Regions from separate parts of the Sus scrofa genome. Here region 1 is linked to region 2. The links are chromatin contacts, called in public HiChIP or PLAC-seq maps. All regions are on one chromosome and are shown on one strand. Each heading gives the region's core, a stretch centred on a gene start, on an enhancer-like site or on the middle of the called end of the contact. The rest is flanking DNA. Distances are from core to core; before and after follow the strand shown.

What was found. HiChIP or PLAC-seq counts read pairs in DNA pulled down with a chosen protein or histone mark.
Region 1: a contact with region 2 is called in an H3K27ac HiChIP or PLAC-seq map of skeletal muscle, with 6 times the contacts expected there. The contact joins the promoter of CPOX here to the enhancer-like site in region 2. A contact is called at or near these places in 2 of 5 promoter capture datasets (fetal skeletal muscle and liver), 5 of 47 Hi-C or Micro-C datasets (alveolar macrophages, embryonic fibroblasts, epiblast stem cells and 2 more) and 1 of 2 datasets of contacts at active chromatin or transcription factors (skeletal muscle).

What each region holds. Positions count from the first base shown.
Region 1 is chr13:160,329,889-160,334,328 of Sscrofa11.1, forward strand. CPOX (coproporphyrinogen oxidase) reads left to right here and starts at 2,548. Exons shown (of 7, transcript NM_001243844.1): 1 at 2,548-3,152. The coding sequence starts at 2,636.
Region 2 is chr13:159,267,758-159,272,785 of Sscrofa11.1, forward strand. The region is part of intron 2 of COL8A1 (collagen alpha-1(VIII) chain); the gene reads right to left. Among named protein-coding and RNA genes, the nearest start is that of CMSS1, 78 kb to the left of the region's middle. Within about 2 kb of position 1,869, at least 9 of the 83 cell types and tissues checked have an H3K27ac peak or open chromatin away from gene starts, as enhancers often do. A contact at or near this core is called in skeletal muscle, where this site is marked.

The DNA.
Region 1 (4,440 bases), core at 1,298-3,797, 1.1 Mb after region 2:
CCCTGATCTCATGAAGCTCAAGGTATAGGGGGGCAGACAGACATGTTGTCTGTGGGACAAGTGTTTAGGTAGGGGCAAACTCAGGGGAAAGGCACACGAGGTTGGCAAGGTAGAGAAAGGTTGGCAGGAATAGAATTAGGAGTGACCAAGTGATTGTGGGCAGGTGCACAGGCCTTGGACCCAGGATGCAGCGAGGGTATCCCTGCTGGAGTTGAGGCCCCCAGCTGCCCTGTGTATCTCTCTTCTCTGAACACAAACATCACCTGCCCTTCATCTCCTCTCTTATACCTTGAGGTTTTCTTTCCTCTCTCTTTCTTTTTCCTTCCTTCCTTCCTTCCTTCCTTCCTTCCTTCCTTCCTTCCTTCCTTCCTTCCTTTCTTTCTTTCTTTCTTTCTTTCTTTCTTTCATTCATCTTTTTAGGGCCACACTCATGACATATGGAGGCTCCCAGGCCAGGGATAAAATCCGAGCTGTAGCCACCAGCCTATACCACAACCACACAACGCCAGATCCCAGCTGTGTCTGCAACCTACGCCACAGCTCAGGGCAATGCCGGATCCTTAACTCACTGAGCGAGGCCAAGGACTGAACCCGCAATCTTATGGATGCTAGTAGGGTTCGGTAACTGCTGAGCCATGATGGTGGGAACTCCAGGTATTCTTTTCAATGGTCTAGATTAGTCAAGAAGGGTTGATGCTCAACTAACATTCTTTCTTTCTTCCTCTCCTTCCCTCCCTTCCTTCTTCCTTCCTTCCTTTTCTCTTTCTTCAGTCGCCTCTGCAGCATATGGAAGTTCCTAGACCAGGGGTCAAATCACAGCTACAGCTGCTGGCCTATGCCACAGCCACAGTAACAAGATATCTGAGCCACATCTATAGCCTATGTTGCTTGTGGCAATGACGGATACTTAACTACCGAGGGAGGCCAGGGATCCAACTCACATCCTCACAGACACTATATCAGGTTCTCAGCCCCTTGAGTCACAAAGGGAACTCCTTTTTCTTCCCCTACTTAATGTTTCTTTATTCCTCTCCCAAAGAACTCCCAGACCCTCCCTCACTTTGTTGAAGGCTGAACCTTCTCCAGGTTGCTCAGTTCTGGTGTCTCCCCTGCCAAAGGAACTGCCAGGCTTCTGGGCTGGGTTTGGTCCCCTCTTAGTGCTCACTCAGTCCCCACATTCCTTGCAGTGGCCACATTCTAGAATGGTAGTTTTTATATTTCCTTTGCCAACTCAGTCTCACAGGTAAAGCATCCTCCAAAGCAGTTTAATCACTTCTTAATCTAAGCTTTTACCATTTACTGAATCTCTAGAGAGTTAGGCTTGCCCACCCAGCTAACACTCTGCTCCCATGTGAGAGCTGCCAGATGCTGCTGTAATTGGATAAAATACACTGCCCTAAACAACTGGTCAAACATGTAGCCATGGAAGTTCCATAATTACATCTAGCCACTAAGAAAAAGCTTGTAGAAACTACCACTGGTGGCTTAAATAATTATCTGCTGCTTGAAATGAAAATCATCCTGGAGATTTAAGGGACAAAGGAGCCCATGACAATTGTTCTTACACTCATATGCAGACAACATGGAACTGTGGTACGGTTACAGGGGAAAAAAACAACAACAACTATGAAATCTATGTTAGCTTCGTTTCTCATTTCTTTAAAAGCATGTGTGTGTGTGTGTGCGCGTGCGTGTGCGCGCGCGCCTGCGCTCATGTGTTTTGGGGAATAAGGAGGAGTGTGTCCTGCCTAGTTTACAGGAGTTATTGGGAGTATTAAACGTGAGATATATTTGGCAGCACCCTACAACTGCAGGATGATAAATATTTTAAAGTTTCTTATTCCTCGATCACCCAAATACAACAGGTCATGAGTTTTATGCTGGTTTAGAAAAACACTTTTGCTTTTCCTATTGCTAGAACAATCAATTGTACACTGTAGGAGCAAGGCCTGGGAAGATTTTAATGATAGAAATGTGCTATGGTGTTGATCGCAGAAAATCTTTTCCTAGGATTTTCTTAGGACCATTTTCATTAGCTTTTCTGACTCCTTTGAAAAACTAGCCCATAGGTTAGGAGTTTCCCAGGCTCCGCCCCCACCAATCCTACCAATTTTAGAAGATTTAGAGGACTGGATCCGGGACCTTCTATACATAAAAAGAACCAGAATTTGCAATGCTGTTTAAAAGTTGTAAGTCAGGGCAGGAGTCTCTGGGCATATTTCTGCCCAGGTTAGTCCTCAGTCCGTCCAGCCCTACTTTGCCTTCTCCCTGTGGCTGGCTGAACCACAGACCAGAGGTTGTACGTGACAAGAAGGCTTCTTTTATCTCTTCCAGCGCTTCCACGGCCCTCTCCTACCACCGCCACCCGGTTCTCTTCCCGTGGGACCCGCCCTTCTGGCGGCGGTGGATTCTTTTATCTCCCGGGTGCGCCCCTGCAGGCGGCGATAGGAGACAGAACTACAGCTCCCGGCATCCCCCGCCTCCCGCCTGCCGCTGGCAAGCCGACCCGGTAGTAGCTCTTCTCCCGCAAAAGTTCCTTCACCCGGCGCTGCTCGCTCTTTAGGACCCCAGGGAGCACAAGGGCCGCTCTCTGGGAGGCGGGCACTGTCCGGGGTGACAGCGCGGGAGCGGGGCTATGCACTTGGGCGGGCTGAGCGCGGGCCCCTGCTGGCGTGCGGCGCGTGCCGGCTGCGGAGAGCTAAGCGCTTGGTCCCGGCGCTATGCTGTGGGACGCCTCTGCCGGCCGCCTGGCACCACTTGCCCCCAGCAGAGCCGCGGGCTGGGGCACGGCCCCACGACGGGAGGCAGCCCCCGGCTGAGGACCGGGGTGGCGGCGGGGCTAGCGGGGCTGGCAGGGCTGGCCGCTGCCGCCTTCGGGCAGGTGGAGCGTGCGGAGATGGTGCGCAAGAGCTCGGGGACGCCGAGCACCTTGCCCGGGAAACCGGAGGAAGACGACGACGAACTAGCCCGCCGCTGCAGCTGCTTCATGGCCCCGCCTGTGACTGACCTGAGCGAGCTGCGGACTAGGCCGGAGGACATGAAAACCAAGATGGAGCTGTTGATACTGGAGACCCAGGCCCAGGTGTGCCAGGCGTTGGCACAGGTGGATGGGGGTGCCCGCTTCTCTGTGGATCGGTGGGAGAGGAAAGAAGGTGAGGAGGTCGGCCCCTAGAGGGAGGTGGAGATAGGGAAAAGAGGTCAGGCTGGTAGTAAATGACTCAGAATAGGGGATGGAAGTAAGGAAAGGGTACCTGTAACAGCCTTTGCTGGGTTAAAAGGGACACAGTTAAAAAGACTGACACTGACAGGGTCATCAGCCCTCAGCTTGGATTTGTGGACCTAGATCGGCTGTCACTCTAGTACTGGACATTTTTTAAATCTTCTCAATTTTATAATGGCATTTTCCGTAGAAATCAGTAGGTCGCTTTTAGCCAACAAACTTGGATGTCCTAGGTTGTAATTGAGCATAGATTTTTTTTCACATTTCATCTGCTTCTCTGGGTGCGTTTACCCTATCTCCTTTGGAGCTGGGAAAAAAAAAAAAAAAGCTAGCTCCTCTTTACTAAGTGTAAGCCGGTCTCTGGTCTCCTCCAGCTGAGGGAGTTACTGTGTCCTTATGTCCTTTCCCCAGGTTGTGCAAGAAGTATTTGATTCAGCTTGTCAGTAGTTCTGCCAGATGCGCCATCAGATTGCCTGCCAGGAAAATCTTTACCTCCACTGGCAAAATACTTCAGTATTAAAACCAAGTTTTTACAGAGTCCTATATTCATGACCATGTTATTGCCTATGCAGTGGAACCCTACATCTTGGTCATAAATTTAAAGTATTTCTGATTCTTCTTACCTGGGAATACTAACAACAACTTCTCATTAGCTGATTTTGGGCTGTGATATGCCACATTTATTTTATTATTTTATTTTTTTTTGCTTTTTAGGGCTGCACCTGTGGCATATGGAGGTTCCCAGGCTAGAGGTTGAATCGGAGCTGCCACTGCTGGTTTACACCTCAGCTGCAGCAATGTGGAATCTGACCCGAGTCTTCAACCTACCCCACAGCTCATGGCAATGCCGGATCCTTAACCCACTGAGCAAGGCCAGAGATTGAACCCGCATCTTCATGGATACTAGTTGGGTTTGTTAATGCTGAGCCACAATGGGAACTCCCCAAACATTTATTTTAAATGAAATTAAATCTGGTTTTCCATTTTGTAATATTTTTAAGACTGTTGAACCAATTCACAACTGTAAATACTAGACTAGCTGTGTGACCTTCAGCAGTTACTTTTTTTGTGCCTGTTTCCTCATCTATGAAATGAGATTATGAATAATGCATAAATGTATTCTAGGAATAAAATAAGATGAATATATGTGAAGTACTGAAAATTGTTTGACACTTAGAATGCATTGAGACAATAGTTTGGGCCACTTGCTAGCTGTGTGT
Region 2 (5,028 bases), core at 619-3,118:
ATGAGCTGATATCATTTGAAAAAAATCATAGAAAAATTCATTGCCTCCGTACATATTTTATAAAAATCTCCAGACTCATATCTGATAACTATTGATAGTAGTTCTTCTTTACCTGGGGGGGATACTTTCCAAGACCTCAGTGAATGTACCAAACCCTACATACACTATATTTTTTCCTATACTTACATACTTTTGATAAGGTTTAATTAATAAATTATCACAGGTAAAAGATTAACATCAACGACAATAAAAGAGAACAATTATAACAATATACTGTAATGGAAGTTATGTGAATGTGGTCTCTCAAAATATCTTTTTTTTTTTTTTTTGTCTTTTTTAGGGCCACACCCACAGCATATGGAGGTTCCCAGGCTAGGGGTCTAATTGGAGCTGAATCAATGCAGGATCCAAGCCACATCTACGACCTACACCACAGCTCACAGCAACGTCAGATTCCACTGAGCGAGCCAGGGTTCAAACCTGCAATCTCTTGGTTCCTAGTCAGATTCATTAACCACTGAGCCACAATAGGAACTCCTCCCAAAATATCTTTTTGTACAAAGTGAATGCCTTTTCCATCTTCATTAAGTACTTATCACATATTGCAGCCATAATTTTTGTTGTTTGAGGTATGCCAGCCAAACTAACATGGGTTTCTTTTTCTTTCACAATTTCATTTATAGAAGATTTGCTGTAAAAACACAGATCTCAGCAACCTCAGCACATGATATTTTTCTTTCCTGATTAACTCAAGAGCTTTCACTTTTTCACTTAAAAGAAGCACTTTATGGTTTCCATTTGAAATATTGGAATGGCTAGCATCACTACTCTGTGGTTTTGAGGTCACTATTTGGTAAAGTGAGCGTTACTTGGACACAGCACGGAGATAGTGCCACAGTCCATCTAATAATCTAGATGGCTCCTAAGTGACTAGCAGATGGGACAAAGGGATGATTAATGTCCTGAGCAGGTTGGAGTGAGAGGGCAAGAGACTTTATCATGCTACTTGGAACAGCACACAATTTAAAACTTATGAATTGTTTATTTCTGGAATTTTCCTTTTAATGTTTTCAGATAGTGGTTAAATCTGAGTAACTAAAACTGTTGAAAAGAAAAACATGGTAAAGCTGGGACTACTGCGTGTGTACCAATTATTAGATTGCTTACATGAGAGAAGCTGGCTAGAGTAATATCTCCAGAAGCTGTTTAGGCTCAATGACAGCTCTACCACGCTCCTGGATGGGCAACCTCAGGCAAGTTTCACTGTACATCTGTAGTTACATTTCCTGTCTAGAAAGTGGGCATAATAATATATCTCATCGGGTTGCTGTGAATACCTGAATATAAATTAAGTATTAGAACAGTGCCTAGCACGTGATACATGCCTGTTTATTTCCATAGAACCTAAGTACACACATATATAAGCCCAGAGTACATGAAAACTTGTTCTTAGAAGTTCTCATCTTGAACAGTTTTGTAAAAAAAAAAGTAGTTTCCAAATGAAAGCATCATTTCTTTTTGTAGACTCTAGAGGCAGTAACTCCAAGTGGTCACTAGATGGCAATTGTGATCCACTGTGACTTCAGAAGCAGAAGGCTTTAACAGAAGGCCCGACCCTTAAATTTTTCAGGGCTCTGCAGCACTGTAACTCAGGCAGTCCATTTCCCACAAGGTGGGCCTTTAAAAGAACTATTTTGGGTCAGCACAGTCTGCCTTCTGTGGCCACTCTTGGGACTCACCCCTAGACACCCAATCTTCCTGATGGAAGTGAGAAATAAAAAATTGCCTGCCCTGTCAGTAAACAATGAATGTCACAGTCATGAGTGATTGTAGCCATCTCTAGCCTGTGATTCCTGAGGGAACTTAGGAAGGAAACAAAGAATACTGGCCCTCTAGCAGCCATCAGACTTGCCGCTACTCTTTAAGGTGCACCCTGAGGAAACTAAGGATGTGAAAACACAGGATATTGGCCCAGAGAGTTGAGGTACATAGCAAAGGAATGATTTCAGTGAGCCCAGACCTTTGCATCTTCTCATAGAAAAGTGCTAAATTCCTTAACTTGAGATATCTGGTTTTCTGTTATTAACAGTAATCTTTTGTTCCTACTGCCTGCTCTTTGTTACAAGACCCCTATATATCCAGGCCCCCCTTCGTCTCCTCCGAGCAGTTTTCTCAGGGTTACTTGAGATGCTGCCTACCTGGCTAAGTCCTCAGTTTAATTCACTGAATAAAACATAACCCTCAACTTTTAGGTTGTGCATATTTTTTTTAGTGGACAGTAGCTTCACTGAGGCCTGGGTTTCCCTGCCTCCATCCTACTGTGAATTTGCTCTCTGCCAGATGGCAACAAGACAGTGGCAGGATATCATCTGTTAAGAAGATTAATCAGTGATTCTCAAAGTTTGGTAACTCCCCCACCCCCTTCCCAGTAGCCTCATATCAACCAGGAACTTGTTAAAAAAGCAAATTCTTGGGCCCATCTCAGACCTGACCTGCTGACTGGGAACTGGTGTTTTCACAAGCCCACCTGATGATCCTGACCCCTGCTAAAGTTTGAGAACCACTGAGATGGACCAATGTTTAGCATCATATAAATGCTGGCATTGGGTGGGTGTTCAGAGAATATTTTGCCTAATTCACTCATTTTGCTAAGAAGGCGAGTGAGTCCAGAGAATTGAATGACTCACTGAAGACCACAGGGTGAGTCTTGTGGTAGAACCCAGGTTCCAAGGCTGCCAAGTTGTATCCCCCAGCTTTTCCCACTACACTGTTCACCCTCTTCCTCTTTAAAACTGAGGCCACTAGATAACATTCTAACCTCATAACTACTTACAAAGAAGAAAAAAATCACTTATTTATACAGGTGTTGGCTCATTTATTTCAATAGACATTTCTATAGGGATACAAAAATGTGTGTGTGATGCATAGAGTGTGATGCATTTTTATGTTCAGTGTGTATGTGTGTGTGTGTGTTTGTGTGTGTGTGTGTGTGTGTGTTGGAAGTGAGGGAAGAATCAAGTGGAAAACTCATGTCTCATTTGCTAGAAGAGGCATGTTAACCTGGGAAATGGGTGAGTGCAAGTAAGTCAGGCACAGGGCTGAGGTGGCTGATGGATATGAGTTCACCAGGAGAAGTAGGGAAAGAACATTTGGAAAGAGGGATCAGCATGTACAAGGGTGGGGGCCCATGAAACAGTGAGGGGAATCTTAAGCCTTCGATTTGATTGAGGAGAAGGGAGAGTGTGGAGGTGTTATCATATTTTAGATAATAATATTACCTCTACAAGAATTATCTGACACTTATTGAATGTTAACTATGTACCAGGAACTATACTAAGCATTTTACACCTATTATTAGTTGATTTAAATCTTAAACAGTTTCGTGAGCGACTACTCTCATTCCTATTTTATAGATGACAAGAGAAATGCATGCACTGTTCTATTTTCCTTAAAATCAAATGTTACTGTGTTAATTTCTTAGACAGGCCTTAAGCTTAGAAAAAGAAACTTAATATTTACTCCAGACGATCTCTGTGATGTGTAGTATGTATTTTGGGGGGATGAGGAATATGTTTTTTAATACATATAATTTTATCATAAGCATTTTTTCAGAAAAGCATAAAATCAAGAAGATTTTGATATCCTTTCTTTTTTAACTCTAGGAATGAATGTCCCATTATTCTTTGATGTATCAGCAACTGTGGAACCAGTTTCTCATAATAACAGGCGATTTGTGTCTGAAAAATGGCAAAGAAAGTTCCTTTCAATTATTTGACTCACTGAAGAAAGGAAGCTGAGTGATGAGTGAGTGATCTGGTCTGAAACCATTGGCCTTACTGTGCCTTTGGCTTTCACTTTATAAGAATTCACTCACTGTGAATGTGTTTTTCTTATACGAATATTAGTCGATATTAGTATATGTTTTTCCTTGCAAAGGGGTGCCCACAACCAAACTATAAAGTTCTGATAGGATTTCAAATACCTAGCCCTTCATGGGTAAGCTTCCAGAAATTTCTAGTTTCTTTGGTCTATTTTTCAGTGATTTCACTTTTTTCTGAGAAAAAAATTTTCTGTTTCTTAGTTTTCTCATGTACAAAATATTGGTACTGGATGAGATGATCTAGAAGGCCCCTTTTAGCTCTCCTGGTCTGTGGATCTATGATTTAATGATTAAATGGCACTCATTTCAGAGTTTCCTTTGGAGTAAAATTTTAGTGTTGTTATAAAAGAAGTTAGCAGACCAAATATTTCTCCATGCATACTTAAAAAGAATGCCTAAAACAGCTCTATATTTCACTTTTTAGGATTACTAAGATTTTATCCTGCTCAAAGATATGATTATATATTATATTTTCACAGGGCATTTTATACATCTCAAGGTCTAAGCCTAAGGCCTGTTTTAAGTAAACATCATGAGAAAGAACTGATGGCCAGTTTGTTTTATGGGGCACTTTACGTGATGCTCTGCTTTTTTGATGCTACAATAACAAATGTGTGCTATAAGAGCTTATGTTACAATCTTGATCTTAACACTCATGTTAACAGCTGAGGGTAAACTGCTTTCTCAAGAAAATCTAGAAAACCCAATCTAGCATTGCCCTTCATTGTCTAGAGAAATTGAATAGCCCACAGGGTACTTTATCCTGAATCAAAGGAGGGGCAATAATGCCTGGAAAGAAGAACCTATAAAATATATTATTATTTTAAAATTTTGTAATTAAGAACATTTTATTCCTCCCCAGATAATTCTTGCCTTTATCGTTTGCAATTGATTTTGGAATTGATTACAAAACTTTTCTATTTACTTATTATAAAAGCAATATACATTTATTCTGGCATTATTACAAAAAAGTATAAATAAGGGCAGAAATATCTAAAATTCTGCCACCAGAGTTGCCTATTGTTTATATTTTTATTTTCATTTCCTTCCAGGTAAGCACAAACATTAAGATATGGCAACAAGTTTTATATTACATTTTGAAATCTTAAAAGAAATTAGCTTACATATGCAATTTTCAATGTCAACCT